Regions from separate parts of the Mus musculus genome. Here region 1 is linked to region 2. Evidence: chromatin contacts called from public Hi-C data. All regions are on one chromosome and are shown on one strand. The core of a region is the stretch at or near the end of the contact, and the rest is flanking DNA. Distances in the headings are between cores, read along the strand shown. Region 1 holds the start of Hmgb2 (high mobility group box 2). Region 2 holds the start of AA386476 (expressed sequence AA386476).

Region 1 (6,290 bases), core at 1,557-4,056, 9.8 Mb after region 2:
GACACACAATTGACCAAAGCAACTCTTAAAAAGGACTACATCCAATTGGGGCTGGCTTATAGGTTTAGTCCATTATCATCAAGGTGGGAAACATGGCAGTGTTCAGGCAGGCACGCTGGTTCTCTGTAGCTTAGAGTTCTACATCTTGTTCTGAAGGCAACAAGGAGATGACTGTCTCCAGGGAGCTAGGAGGAAGATCTCAAAGCCCACCCTCATATTGAGAGACTTCGTCTAACAAGGCCACACCTCCTAGTAGTGCATTCCCTGGGCCAAGCATGTACACACATGAGTTTCTAGAAGCCAAAGCTATTCAAGCCACCACAACCACACTTCATCTTCCCAATTCTACTACTAAACTCAGTGCTTGGCAGAGTCAACATTTCTTGAATAAATATGCAACTTTTATATAAGTACAATCTACTTTACGACATGATTGTCTTGTAAAAGAAATGCCAAACCACATGTGATGCTAAAGACTATTGGTTGTCAATTTGACTACATCTGAAATTAACTTTAAAGCCAAAAAAGTAGCTGGGTACACCTGTGAGGGATTTTCCCCCCTTAATTAAATCACTTAAAGTGGCCGGGCATGGTGGCCCACGCCTTTAAACCCAGCACTTGGGAGGCAGAGGCAGGCAGATTTCTGAGTTCGAGGCCAGCCTGGTCTACAGAGTGAGAGTTCCAGGACACCCAGGGCTACAGAGAAACCCTGTCTCGAAAAACCAAAAAAACAAAAGCAAAACAAATCAAAAAACAAACACACAAAAAACCACATTCCTTTAATCCCAGAACTTGGGAGGCAGAGGCAGGTGGATTTCTGAGTTTGAGGCCAGCCTGGTCTACAGAGTGAGTTCCAGGACAGCCAAAGCTATACAGAGAAACCCTGTCTCGAAACACCCCCCCCCCCAAATCATTTAAAGTGGAAGATCCACTTTTAACCCTGATTTTTTTTGAGGCAGGAAGATCCATCTTTAATATGGGCCACACCTTCTTCTAGCAGCCTTATAAAGGACATGAAAAAAGAATGCTTGCTTGCTCTTGCTCTTCCTAGAAATTACTTCACTGCCATTAGAGCCTACTTCTTCAGGATTCTGCTTATACTGAAAACCATGTGGGACATCCAGCCTTGTGGACTGAACAACTTCTGGCTTCTTGGACCTTTCACTGTTAGTCAGCCATTGTTGGACCACAGCCTATAAGTCGTTCTAATAAATCTCCTACATATAGATTCAGTCTATTGGTTTTGTTTCGCTAGAGAACCCTGGTACACGTAACACTTAAATACATGATGTAAACGTGTAGTGCATCAGTAATTTCACTTACAATGCTATTTGAATAATACACTCAGGTTTGGTGAGCTTGACTGTGCGTGTCTGGTTTATAGGTTAGTTGCAACTGTCATTTATTAGATGTAAGATTTCAGGTAGACACAATTTATAAGCATTACGATTAACAAAATTCTGACACCTTAGCCAGGTATGGTGGTACACCCCTTTAATCCCAGGCAGAAGCAGGTGAATTCTGAGTTCAAGGTCAGTCTGGAGTATTTAGTGAGTTCCAGGACAGCCAGGCTACACACCGGCCAGGAGACCCTATCTTGAAAAACCAAAACATACAACAACAAAAAGCAAACCAAAAACCAAAAAAACAAATCTGGTGGTACCCTTAAAGCGGGAAAATATGCCCCCACACCTAACTGGCACCTTATTGTTTTTATTGTCGTAGAACATAAAGGCGGACCACTGTTTGCCGGCATTAAGTATATTCGCAATGCTGAACCATCATCCATTTCCAAGAAAAACACAACGTTCAAGTCTACTTTTTAAAAAGAAAGTTAAGAACCGCTAAGTCCTTAAGCACTATCGAAAATGATCCTCACACAGGAACCAAACAGGAGGGCAGCCCCGCAAATGCAAGCAAAGTTGCTGGGGGTAGAAAACATTGAAAATCCGTGAAAACAGCGGTGCCACATACGCGTCAATCTGCGAGGGGGGGGGGGGGGAAAGAGCTCTCCACAGCCAAATCACAAGGCAGAAATGGCCTGTTAGGACCGAGCCCTCCTTCCCCGGAAAGCAGCTTGACCGGCAAGGTGAGGGACCCTGGCCTCCCACCCGCGCCCGCGAAGTGTTGGGGTGCAGTGCGGCCAACCCGCAGATCTTAGGCGGGTCAGCTGTGGAAGACGCCGTCCCGGCGCGGAGGCAGGCATGGCTCCGATCGGAGGGCGAGGGCTACTTTATTTATTTTTAAATCACTAGGGGACGCGGCTAGGAGTCCGTGAGACTCTCCGCACAGTCTGAGGCTCCCCGCCCGCCGTGCTCCGGTTCCACCTCGGCCTCATCATGGCTCCGCGCCGCGGGCTCCCCACTTTCTTCCCATTTTTTTATTTCGTGAACTCGTAGCTGAGCCCCAGGCAGGCCACGGCATCCAAACCGCGGCTGGCCTAGCGCCTTTAGTCACCTCGGAGCCATCTTTATCACCTGAAGAGTTTAGCGCCAGGCGCCCTCCTTGCTAGTTTTAAATCTGGCCGGGGCAGTTCCTCTCGGGGCCTGCCCCACCCTCATGGCCAATCAGCAGCGGGCCCGCCATTTTTCAAACGCTTTTCCTGCCGCCAATCAGGGCCGAGCAGTACATTCCTCTCTAGACCGGTTCCAACGGGTCTGGGAGTTAACGACCTGGGAGACCCACCGAACCTGCTAGGCTTAGCCTGGAGGGACGGGCCTGGCCAGACACCCACCAATCGGAAGCCTTCTCCGTGGGGGGGCGGGGACTCTCCGGGTTTGAATAATCCTCCACAGCCAATCAGAGCGGAGGGAGGTGTGGCCCGCGACTGGTCTGGTCAAGTTGCCGTGGCGCGGAGAACTCTGCAAAACAAGAGGCTGGGGATTGCGTTAGCGAGAAACCAGTTCTCGCCGGAGCTTGGGGAAGGAAGTCTCTCTGCGGAGGTCTGAGGGAAGCAGCGCTCGCAGCAGGTAAGGTTCGGCCGGGAGGCCCGGGGCTTGGCGGCCTGGCTCTTAACGCGTAGACGTGGGGGGACGTCTGCCGGGCTTCGGCGTGGCGGCTTCGGCGGCTTTAGAGGGCGGCCGAGTCTTTGGGTGAGGGCCGGGGCCATGGAGGGCGGCCAGAAAGCCCTTGAGCCCGGCCGCGTTTCTTTTTCTTTCTCTCTGTCTCTTTCTTAAAAACTGGATTGGCTGTGGGTCTCGCGGTGGCTTGTGTAAGTGTAAGGCGCGCGGCTTTTCTGTCAGGGAGGGCGCGCGGCCGGCGGCGGCTTTCGGCCTCCGGGCGAGGGGCTGAGGCGCGGGCGGGCGGGCGAGTCGGGCGGGTCGGAGCCGGCTGGGGCTGGGCTGGGCCGGGCCTGGCCGGGGCGCGCGCTCCCGCGCTCGCTCGCGGGGGCGCGCGGGGTTTAGGCGGGAAGCGGAGCGGAATCCCCCCCCTCCCCGCTGTCCCCGCTCCCCTCCCCCACGCTCCTCACTCCTTGCAGCCCCCTCCCCGCGGGTCCCCACCCCGGTCCCCGGTCCGGACACGGCTTTCTCCTCGGCAGGTAGACAGACGCCGCGCCGTCGTCATGGGCAAGGGTGACCCCAACAAGCCGCGGGGCAAAATGTCCTCGTACGCCTTCTTCGTGCAGACCTGCCGCGAGGAGCACAAGAAGAAGCATCCCGACTCGTCGGTGAACTTCGCCGAGTTCTCCAAGAAATGCTCCGAGAGATGGAAGGTGAGGGAGGGAGGGCGGGCGGCGCGCGTGCCCGGCTGCAGGCCGTTTCCGGGCTGCTTTTGGCGGGTCCCCGCGGGCGGGGGCGGGTCGGATGGGGGGGGGGGACGACAGGGACCAGGGAGCGCGCGAGCTTTTGCCACCCTGGGGACCCGAGGGTTTTAAAGGTTGGTCTCCAAGCCGAGGGCGCCCTTAATGCAAATGCCTCAGAGTTTACAGATTGACTCGACTTATTTGTTTATCCACTTTCTTTATTACTCGGACAGCTAGGAGCTTTGAAGTCCTTGCCGATTGACTCGTTTTTTCTGCCCCATAGACCATGTCTGCAAAGGAAAAGTCCAAGTTTGAAGATTTGGCCAAGAGCGACAAAGCTCGTTATGACAGGGAGATGAAGAACTATGTTCCTCCCAAAGGGGATAAGAAAGGAAAGAAAAAAGACCCCAATGCTCCGAAGAGACCACCGTAAGTTGATCTGAGAACTAACGAACCCATCGCCCCCCCAGCCCCCATCGTCCTCTATTTGTTAACTCTTGCTTCCTTGCAGGTCTGCCTTCTTCCTGTTTTGCTCTGAAAATCGCCCAAAGATCAAAATTGAACACCCAGGCCTGTCTATTGGAGATACTGCGAAGAAACTGGGTGAGATGTGGTCTGAGCAATCTGCCAAAGATAAACAACCGTATGAGCAGAAAGCAGCTAAACTAAAGGAGAAGTATGAAAAGGTACGGTGCCTTTTAAATAATAACTGATATTTCTATATGATATATGTCAGCTGTAGGAACTTGGGATATTTGTTAACCACTGCCTGTCAGTTTTTGGAAACCCCAGATGAAAGTTGAGCAGTACAGACAAGTTCACCTTGTGATACTGTGTTTTGTGGCCCTTGCAAATTTCCTGCCTGTACACTCGTGGTAGTTGTGTAAATCTATTTTAGAGGGTAGAGTGCCAGCTATGTTTTTAGGTAGTTTGTATATTAAATATAAATATAAGGTGCGAAAGGGGTTGACATTGATAGTAAAAGTGCAGTAACTGATCTCAGGGAGCTCTCATTAGTTACCTGATGTGCTTTCTCAAGCATGGAGGGAACAATTGCTCTCAAACCTGGAGTGGTTTGAATACCAGCTAATAAGGGTTTTGGTCGATGTTAAATTGTTTACAATTAAGTGGTTTTTCACACTTGAGTAGTGGTATCGGATGCTGATCTTACTTTGACAATGTTTCAGGATATTGCTGCATACCGTGCCAAGGGCAAAAGTGAAGCAGGAAAGAAGGGTCCTGGTAGGCCAACAGGCTCAAAGAAGAAGAACGAACCAGAAGATGAGGAGGAGGAAGAAGAGGAGGAAGAGGAGGAAGATGACGAGGAAGAAGAGGAGGATGAAGAATAAGTGGCTGTCCTAAAGTGTGGAGTATATTTGCTCAGGCAATTATTTTGCTAAGAATGTGAAATTCAAGTGCAGCTCAACATTAGCTTCAGTATAAAAACTGTACAGATTTTTGTATAGCTGATGAGATTCTTTGTAGAGAAAATACTTTTTAAGAAGAGTTTGTAGCTTTTTCAGGGGCTACAACTACAGTTAGATTTAAAGCTTTTGATGTTGAATGTTTCTAAATATTTAATGGTTTCTTTAATTTCTTATGCTAGCAAAAAAAAAACTTCATAGGAATTTGTATTACCAGTAAAAATTTTTTTTAGGATGTTGCATTTTTTTGTTTTTTTTTAAATTTGTAATAAAATAATGTATATTAATTTGCATTGTGTTTGTATTAATTTTTCCTTAAACAGATACAGGCATGTTAGTCTTTTTACACAGTTAAGTTTTGTGTTAACCATTTACTAATTTGCTTCTCTGATTTTTGTGGTTAGAAGGGCCAATTTCTTTTAATGACCACAAGCTAACATATTAGCAACAGGTTAAAGCGTTAAGGACATACTGCCTTGATTTCCAGAGCAAATAGACTTAAAAAAACTTTAAAAGTTCTGTGATTGTACAAATAGTAAGTCTAAAAGATTATCCACTCAAATTTGGAGTCGGGGTATGATCTTTTAAATTTTTAGGCTTTGGGTAGTTTAGTATACTAAAATATTTTGGATAATGTACTAGATACCCAGGTGTGGGGATTTAATTATTTTGATTCACTTTTTTATCAGTATGGATGTGAGATATGGACAGGTCTTAGCTTATAAGTCTTAGCTTGTACCAAAATTGGAAGTTACGAGATGAGGTGAGTTAAATGTGTTGGGAAACTTGTGTAGATGTTGAAAGTAGTTATACCAGGCTGGGTGTGGTGGCAGGTACATGCAATCCCAGAGTGGAAGGTAGAGAGAGGGCAGGAGGGTTGGAGTTAGGACACCACCACCAAAGTACATGCTTCAATGGTATTTAAAATGTTAAGGAAATTATATATATATATCAGATAGTTACATCCCTTTTCAACTTTGGATTTTTCAAAACTACTAACAAATCAAGAATGAGCATAATCATATATTTATGACATAAGTATTACACAAATGAATTCTTAGAGCACTGACTTTGTTAAATGTCTGCATCTTCTCATGTTGAATAGGTTGTAATTTAACTAGTTC
Region 2 (7,061 bases), core at 799-3,298:
GAGAAAGGTATGACAATCCCTGAAGATATTCCCTGTCCTAGTTTCTTTGATGACAAGAAAAAGCTTTTCTCCTCATTTAAACTTGGTGGAGGAGGAACCCAAGGGTGCAAAGACGCCAGGTGGTTGCCCAGCCAACGAACCCACTTCCTCCAGAAGTCCGGAAGTGACACATGGCCCGGAACCTACGCTGAGCCAGGGTCAGAGACAGTCCCCCACGGCGGTGTCCGCGTCTTGATTCACTAACCGGGGTGGGGGGGGGGGCTAGGGAGAGATTTGAAATATCTCTCCCAACACCCAACACTGACTCCGCCCAGGCCCACCGACCGTCCCGCCCAGCAATGGGTTCAGTCCACCCCAGGACCCTTCCGAGCAGCCCGCCGTGGCCGACTCCCGCGGGAGCGCGCGCCCCGCCCATACGACGTCACACCTGCAGGCCCCGCCCCTAGGCCGGACCCTCCCCGCCACACACTCACACACACACGCACACACACACACGGACGCACACACATACACAACACACACACCCCTTCTCCGTCTCGCCCTGCGGGGGAACCCCTCCCCCTTTAACCATTTGGCAGTAGCCGAAGAAGGGCTGAGTGAGACACCGGGCGGCCCGGAACTTTCCCCGGGGCGAGAGGGAAGCACAGACCGTCCCAGTCCCGCGCCACGCCGGGAGCTGGAGGGGGGTGGGGGTGGGGGGAGAGGCATCTCCCGAGTCCACCTCCGCCGTCCTCTCGCCCCCTCCCCCCCATACGTTCCAATGCATCTGCTCGCAGACGGAGGGAGCCCCAGCAGGCAAGGGGCTAAGCAGGCCCAGCACCCCGGTCCAGCCCCGCAACCCTGCTCGTTGCACACTCTCCAGCCCCGGGCAGGACAGTGTGCGGCACCCAACCGGCAGGCACCGGAACAAATGCTCGCTTAAAAATGGCTGATTCCCGTCCGCGGCAGCTGCAGCCAGCCGCCGGAGCTGCAACGGGGGCTGACGGACGGGCGGTCCTCGGAAGTCCTCGTCAGCCGCAGCCGGGACAGGGAGGGCCGCGAGTGTGCTGTGCCGTCCCCCCACCCAGACACACACACACACACACACAACCGCTTCCCGGCCCCACACACCAGATCGCTCGGTGCACTCGGCGCACACTGTCACCCGAAAGAAGGGAAAGTACCTTGGTATTTGTTGTCCAGCTCCCGCAGCACCGACACGTTCCTCTGCATGTCGTGGGGCAGCGACTCCACACACTCCAGGTAGTCCTGCACGTAGCAGGAGAGCAGCCGGCTCCGCTCTCCGGTCAGGAGCGCGGCCGACGAGTACAGCTGCTGCTGCTGCTGCTGCCCTAACATCCTGCCGCCGCCACCACCACCACCGCCGCCGCCGCCGCTGCTGCTGCTCCTCGCCGCCGCCGCCGCCGCCGCCTCCGCATCCAGCAGCCACACATGCAACAGCCACGACCGCCGCTCCTCCGCTCGGCAGCCCGGCGCCGCGGGGACACGGCCGCCGCTCGAGAGGGCACCGCCGAGTCCCCCGATCTCCACTCCCCCAAGAAGAAGCCCTTACTCCCCGCCCCCGCGGTAACAAGCCCAGGGGCGGGGCGAGACCGGGGCTCCCTCCGGCCCCCTCCCTCTCTAGGAGAGCGAGCAGCGGGGTTCCCCGCGGCCGATGGCGCCGGGGCTCCCAGGCAGCGACGCTGGCTGTCCCCCCCGGGGACTCCCCAGACACTACCGGGGCTGCCCGGTCGCCCGGATCCCCGTGACAAGCCCCTCGCTACCCTCTCGCCTCTCTATCAGCCTCCGTGCCTGTCGGAGTCTCACAGGACTAGTCCCCGCCCCTTGGCCAGCGACCGCATCTGCGCCTGCGCAGCACTCACTCCTAATAAGGCTGGGGCCCCGCCCCTATCGTCCTACCGAAGAGTTCGCATTCTCCCGCCTTCCCTGCGCCACCCGGGCGATTGGTCTGTCAGCTCTCGCCTGGGGGCGGGGGGAGGGTGCGGAGGCCGGCCAAACGGCAGGCCGCGCCCCGCCCCCTCTTAAAGGGACCGCATGGCTGAGCCTGCCCCCTTCGACCGAAGTCCTGACGGTTGCCCCCGAGAGGCCGGGCGACCGCTCTCTTCGTTTCTGTTCCCCTACAGGGATAGGAAGCGCCGGCTCGGCTCGCTCGGCCCCGAGTTACCGACCTTGCCTCCATCTGGCGGATCCAGCGCCTCCCTCGCGAGCCTCCAAGACAGCAGCGAGCGGCCCCTGGGCGCCGCTGGCCGAGTGAGGCCTGAGGGGGAACTAAGGCGACCCAGGGTGCAGCGGGCGCGGCTCCGGGCATGCGCGGCGACTTCCCGCCGAGCGCCCCGCGGCCACGGTCCCGGAGCACCGGGGCGGACCGCGGAGGTAGGCGGTGCGCCCTCTGCCCTTTTAAATGCGGACTCCCCGCCTTGCGTGCGGCCCCTCCACCCCCCAGCGCCGGGGTGGCTCTCAGGGTCTGCTCCCCCTCCTCGCGCTTAAGAGTTTGGTTTAGGGAGGTGGCAAGGCTGCACGCCGCCCCGGTCCCCAGTCCCAAACCATCTTAAGGAAACTGTTGTCAGATGTCGAATCGCCTAGGCATCACCCGCCAGCGAGGACACACAGTCCTCACTGTCTTTTCACTCGGCTTCACCACTAGCCAGCAGGGGATCAGTGCAGATGGGATTAGAAATCGGATCAACCACCGAGTGCGGTGCTTTCCGTGTGAGGGATTATCCGCCTTACTCCCCCAGTACCATCAGTGAAATGCCGGTAGGAGGAGCTCACTGTAATTACGGATAGACTTCCGGAATGTATATAAATATGTGAGCTGTTTTGGTTTTGGTTCTCCCCCCCCCCCCCAACCGAAATAGGTATAAGAAAGAGTAGTCGCTTAATTCAGATGAGATGCCCAATGGGAGCGGCGTCTTTGAATGAGAAGAGAGAAAACGCCAGAGTGCTAAGTTTGGGTGCTCTTGCCCGGTTTGCAGCGCTATACCTGTTGCCCGGCCTGTTCAGCACACTTTCATACAGTGGGGTATATTAAGCAGCTGTTGGGATGCCAAGGGAAACCTAGGTCCTGGTCTAGATGAAAATTTGGATTTCGACAAAACACAACGCGGAATTCGGCGTCCTGAGGACAAGGGCTATATTGGAAGGCCTGGGAACTAATGTGTTAATGTACTTTAACGCTGAGATTTTGATCAGTGGAGTATTAAGCCAACCGAGGCAAGCACAGTATTTATTGAATTTCTGAGAACGTGGGACGAATTTTCTTTCCATTATTTAATATTAAAGAGCCAGGTCTTGTTGAAAATAACCATTGTTAAGGTTATTGACTTGATTTTGTTGTTATTTTGTTTTTGGTTTGGTTTGGTTTGGTTTGGTTTTGATTTCGAGACAGGGTTTCTCTGTGTAGCCCTGGCTGTCCTGGAGCTCACTCTCTAGACCAGACTGGCCTCAAACTCAGAAATCCTTCTGCCTCTGCCCCCCAAGTGCTGAGTTAAAGGCGTGTGCCACCACTGCCCAGCTTGTTCCCTTTTTTTAAAACCTGAATTAATTTTTGTATTTACTCACAAACTTGGTTCAGCCAATTCTAGCTAAAAGGTGGAATTACTGCAAGCTGCCCTGTTTCTTACTGATTGGAGTTAGACACTGTATGGGCCCATGGATTTTATACAGCCTGCTTTACTGAGCTGCAGGCTGACTGGTTGTGACTTACCAAGAGCAAAAAAAAAAAAAAAACAAGTTGAGAAGCAAGGAAGGATTTTGGAAAGCATTCTTGGTACCTCAAATAATTCTGACAGACTGAAGGACGAGAAAGAACTCCAGATCCCTGTTTTCCACTGGCACTGATAGAAACTTTGTGAACTTAAAACATGATAATGTGTATGGATTAGTGCAGGTGTGCTTTTCTTGCTGCATTTATTCATACAGGTTAATCTAATTCTGGCATCCTTCTGGAAGCAGCCTGTGTGGGGAAAATGTTTACTCGAGGATGGGAAGTAGGCATTGCATTCTTTAGTCCTTGCAATTCCAGCTCTTGACCCAAGCTATTTATCAGTGTCCTTCTCTTAAAGTAGCTACTCATATGGCCTCTTCAGAGTGGGTCTCCTAACTCCTGAACGCAAAATTTAAAAATCTCCCACTCTACACTCTAGAAATTGATGCTATTCTGGGGTGGGATGGGCAGGGTTGTTCTTTAGTATTTTGTCCTGCTCTTAAACTGACCTGGAAAAAGATAAGTAGCTGATGCCCCCCCCCCAATAGTGTGCAATTGGCTTCAAATTACTGGACTAAGTCTATTATGTGCCTTTTATTAGGTGCCTAATGGGAAATGTCCTCAAGCCTATTTCTTTTATACTAAAATGTTTATGTCCATAGTTAATATGGTATGAGATGAGAGAAACAGTCTCAACTGATTAAAAGCAAACTAGCAGGAACTGAGGGAAAACAGTTTCTGCCTGAATTAAGCTGATTACATTAGAAAATCTTTTCTTCTGTTTAATATTTCATTTTTTTCCCTTTTTTCTTTTCTTTGATTGGTGGCTGTGTACCATGTACATGCCTGGTGCTCAAGGATCTTGTATCTTTTGCACTGAAAAGGGTGTCAAATCCTGTGGACCTAGAATTGCACACAGCTGTGAGCCACCGTGTGAGCGCTACAGACCAAACCCAGATCCTTTGCAAGAACAGCCCGTGTTCTGAAACTTAGAGCCATCTCTCCAGCTCGGAATTTTTCTTTTTTTTAACTTTTTGAATTTTGCCTTTTAATTATTTTTTTTTTTTAGGTTAGCTTACAAAGTAATGGGTTTTATCGTGACATCTTAATACAAATATGTCATAGGCCAGGTTGGCCTCAGACCTGAGATCTTTCTTTGTCTACCTCTCAAGTGCTGGGAATACTCGTATGTGCTGCCATACCCAGCTTAATATACATTTAAAAAAATTTTAGGATGTAAACTTCCAAACACAAAAGTATACTTATATATACCATTTGCTCAGGATCCCCATTATCAGCATGTGACTATATTTAATGGATGACCTTTGTTTTTCATCCTCAGTGGAGTAGTAAAATCTTATTTGATGGGGCTGTAGATATGGCCCAGTGGTTAAGAGCACTTGCCGCTCTTGGACCTGGGTTCAATTCCCAGCATCTACAGTGCAGTTTATAACCATTCCTAATTCCAGTTCTCTGACTTCTGTAGGCACCAGGCATAGATGTGGTGCACCTACATACATGCAGGCCAACACTTACACACATAAAATTATCTAAACACTTTTTTTAAAAAAAAGGGCGGGGCATGGTGGCGCATGCCTTTAATCCCAGCACTCAGGAGGCAGAGGCAGGGGGATTTCTGAGTTGGAGGCCAACCTGGGGTGGGAGGGGGGCGGGCAGGACTTCTCCAAGGTCACTGAAAAGCCACCCAAACGATCTCTGCTGGTGACACTGCTTCTTAAAATATTCACTGAAGAGGAGCGTCTGTGCTACTTAGCAGTGTAGGGTCTCTTGTCTGACCCTACTTCTATTTTCTGTTCAAATTCCTCTCAGCAAAGTCTTGTATAAATGGGGTGTGTGTGTGTGTGTGTAGAATTTTTTATTACAGGAATTTTGGTTATTCTACCTCATGGATGTATATTTCCCAGCAACCACCTGGTGGCTCACAGTTATCTGTAACTCCAGTTCCAGGGGATCCGATCAATGCCCTCTACTGACCTCCATGGCACCATACACACAGGTGCACATACATACAAGCAAATGCAACACTCACTCATACATGTGTAAATACAAATCTTATGTGAAAGTGCTTTACCTATAAACAGATAAAATACAATAAGAGTTTAGACATACATTGCCATTACTCTAACCCATAAATTTTTCATAATAAGAGTTTCTGTGTTTGTCCACTGTCTCATTTAATCTTTTCACATTTGTATTAACAGAATCCAATCAAGTCTCAAACATTTCATTTGGTTAGTGAGGGTTTTCCTAAACCAGTAAGACCAGTTAAGTCCCTCTTCAATTTAATGAGACTGCAATGATTATCTGATATTTGGATGGTTGAAAAGCACTGTTAAAAATATTAGGAGATTCAGAAAAATTATGTATTTGAGTACACTGTTCCTCTCTTCAGATACACCAGAAGAGGGCATCGGATCCCATTACAGATGGTTGTGAGCCACCATGTGGTTGCTGGGAATTGAACTCAGGACCTCTGGAAGAGCAGTCAGTGCTCTTAACCACTGAGCCATCTCTCCAGTCCCAGAAAAATTATGGTAAATGAAATTTTTACATAAAAAGGGCATCAGCCTGGTGTGATGGCATACTACTTCAATCCCAACACTCTAGACACACAGGAGGGCAAAGATTTTGTGAGTTTGGAGCTGGAGAGATGGCTCACCAGGTAAGAACATTAGCTGCTCTTGCAGAGGTCCTGAGTTAAATTCCTAGCAATCACATGGTGGCTCACAACCATCTGTAATGAGATCTGACGCCCTCTGCTGGTGTATCTGAAGACAGCTATATATGTAATCATATACATAGCATAAATAATTTTTAAAAAAAGAAATAGAAACTACTTTGGTTAGGACAAAGTTAAGGAAATATCAGATTCTCTATCAAGAAAGAGTGTTATATGCAAAAAGAAAAAAAAAGGTAAATAAAAAAAAAGTGTGGGGGCTGGTGAGATGGCTCAGTGGGTAAGAGCACCCGACTGCTCTTCCGAAGGTCAGGAGTTCAAATCCCAGCAACCACATGGTGGCTCACAACCATCCGTAACGAAATCTGACTCCCTCTTTTGGAGTGTCTGAGGACAGCTACAGTGTACTTACATATAGTAAATAAATAAATAAATAAACAAATCTTTTAAAAAAAGTGTTATATGCAATCTATGTACTTTAGGTTTGGGTTCTGTAGTGGTACTGTTCAGCATTTAGGATAACTAACTACTAATAGCAAAAAGTTATCCTAAAACACTTAAATTAAGGAGAGAGAAACTACTTGAACTATCATTGATATGCTCGGTACACTAGTCCCATAACTGATGAAAAGGCAAACATTTTTGTCTCCTTGTTTA

The links. A called contact is a pair of places that touch in the nucleus more often than the background predicts.
Region 1: a contact with region 2 is called in a Hi-C map of B cells, with 5 read pairs. The contact joins the promoter of Hmgb2 here to the promoter of AA386476 in region 2.

Annotation. Positions count from the first base shown.
Region 1 is chr8:57,509,037-57,515,326 of GRCm38.p6, forward strand. It overlaps Hmgb2 (high mobility group box 2), which reads left to right and starts at 2,807. Exons shown (of 5, transcript NM_008252.3): 1 at 2,807-2,969; 2 at 3,539-3,712; 3 at 4,026-4,171; 4 at 4,254-4,428; 5 at 4,930-6,290. The coding sequence starts at 3,563. The coding sequence ends at 5,091. It overlaps 2500002B13Rik (RIKEN cDNA 2500002B13 gene), which reads left to right. Exons shown (of 4, transcript NR_126553.1): 4 at 1,052-1,226.
Region 2 is chr8:47,673,343-47,680,403 of GRCm38.p6, forward strand. AA386476 (expressed sequence AA386476) reads left to right here and starts at 2,049. Exons shown (of 1, transcript NR_166692.1): 1 at 2,049-7,061. Ing2 (inhibitor of growth family, member 2) reads right to left here and starts at 1,817. Exons shown (of 2, transcript NM_023503.3): 1 at 1,164-1,817. The coding sequence starts at 1,338.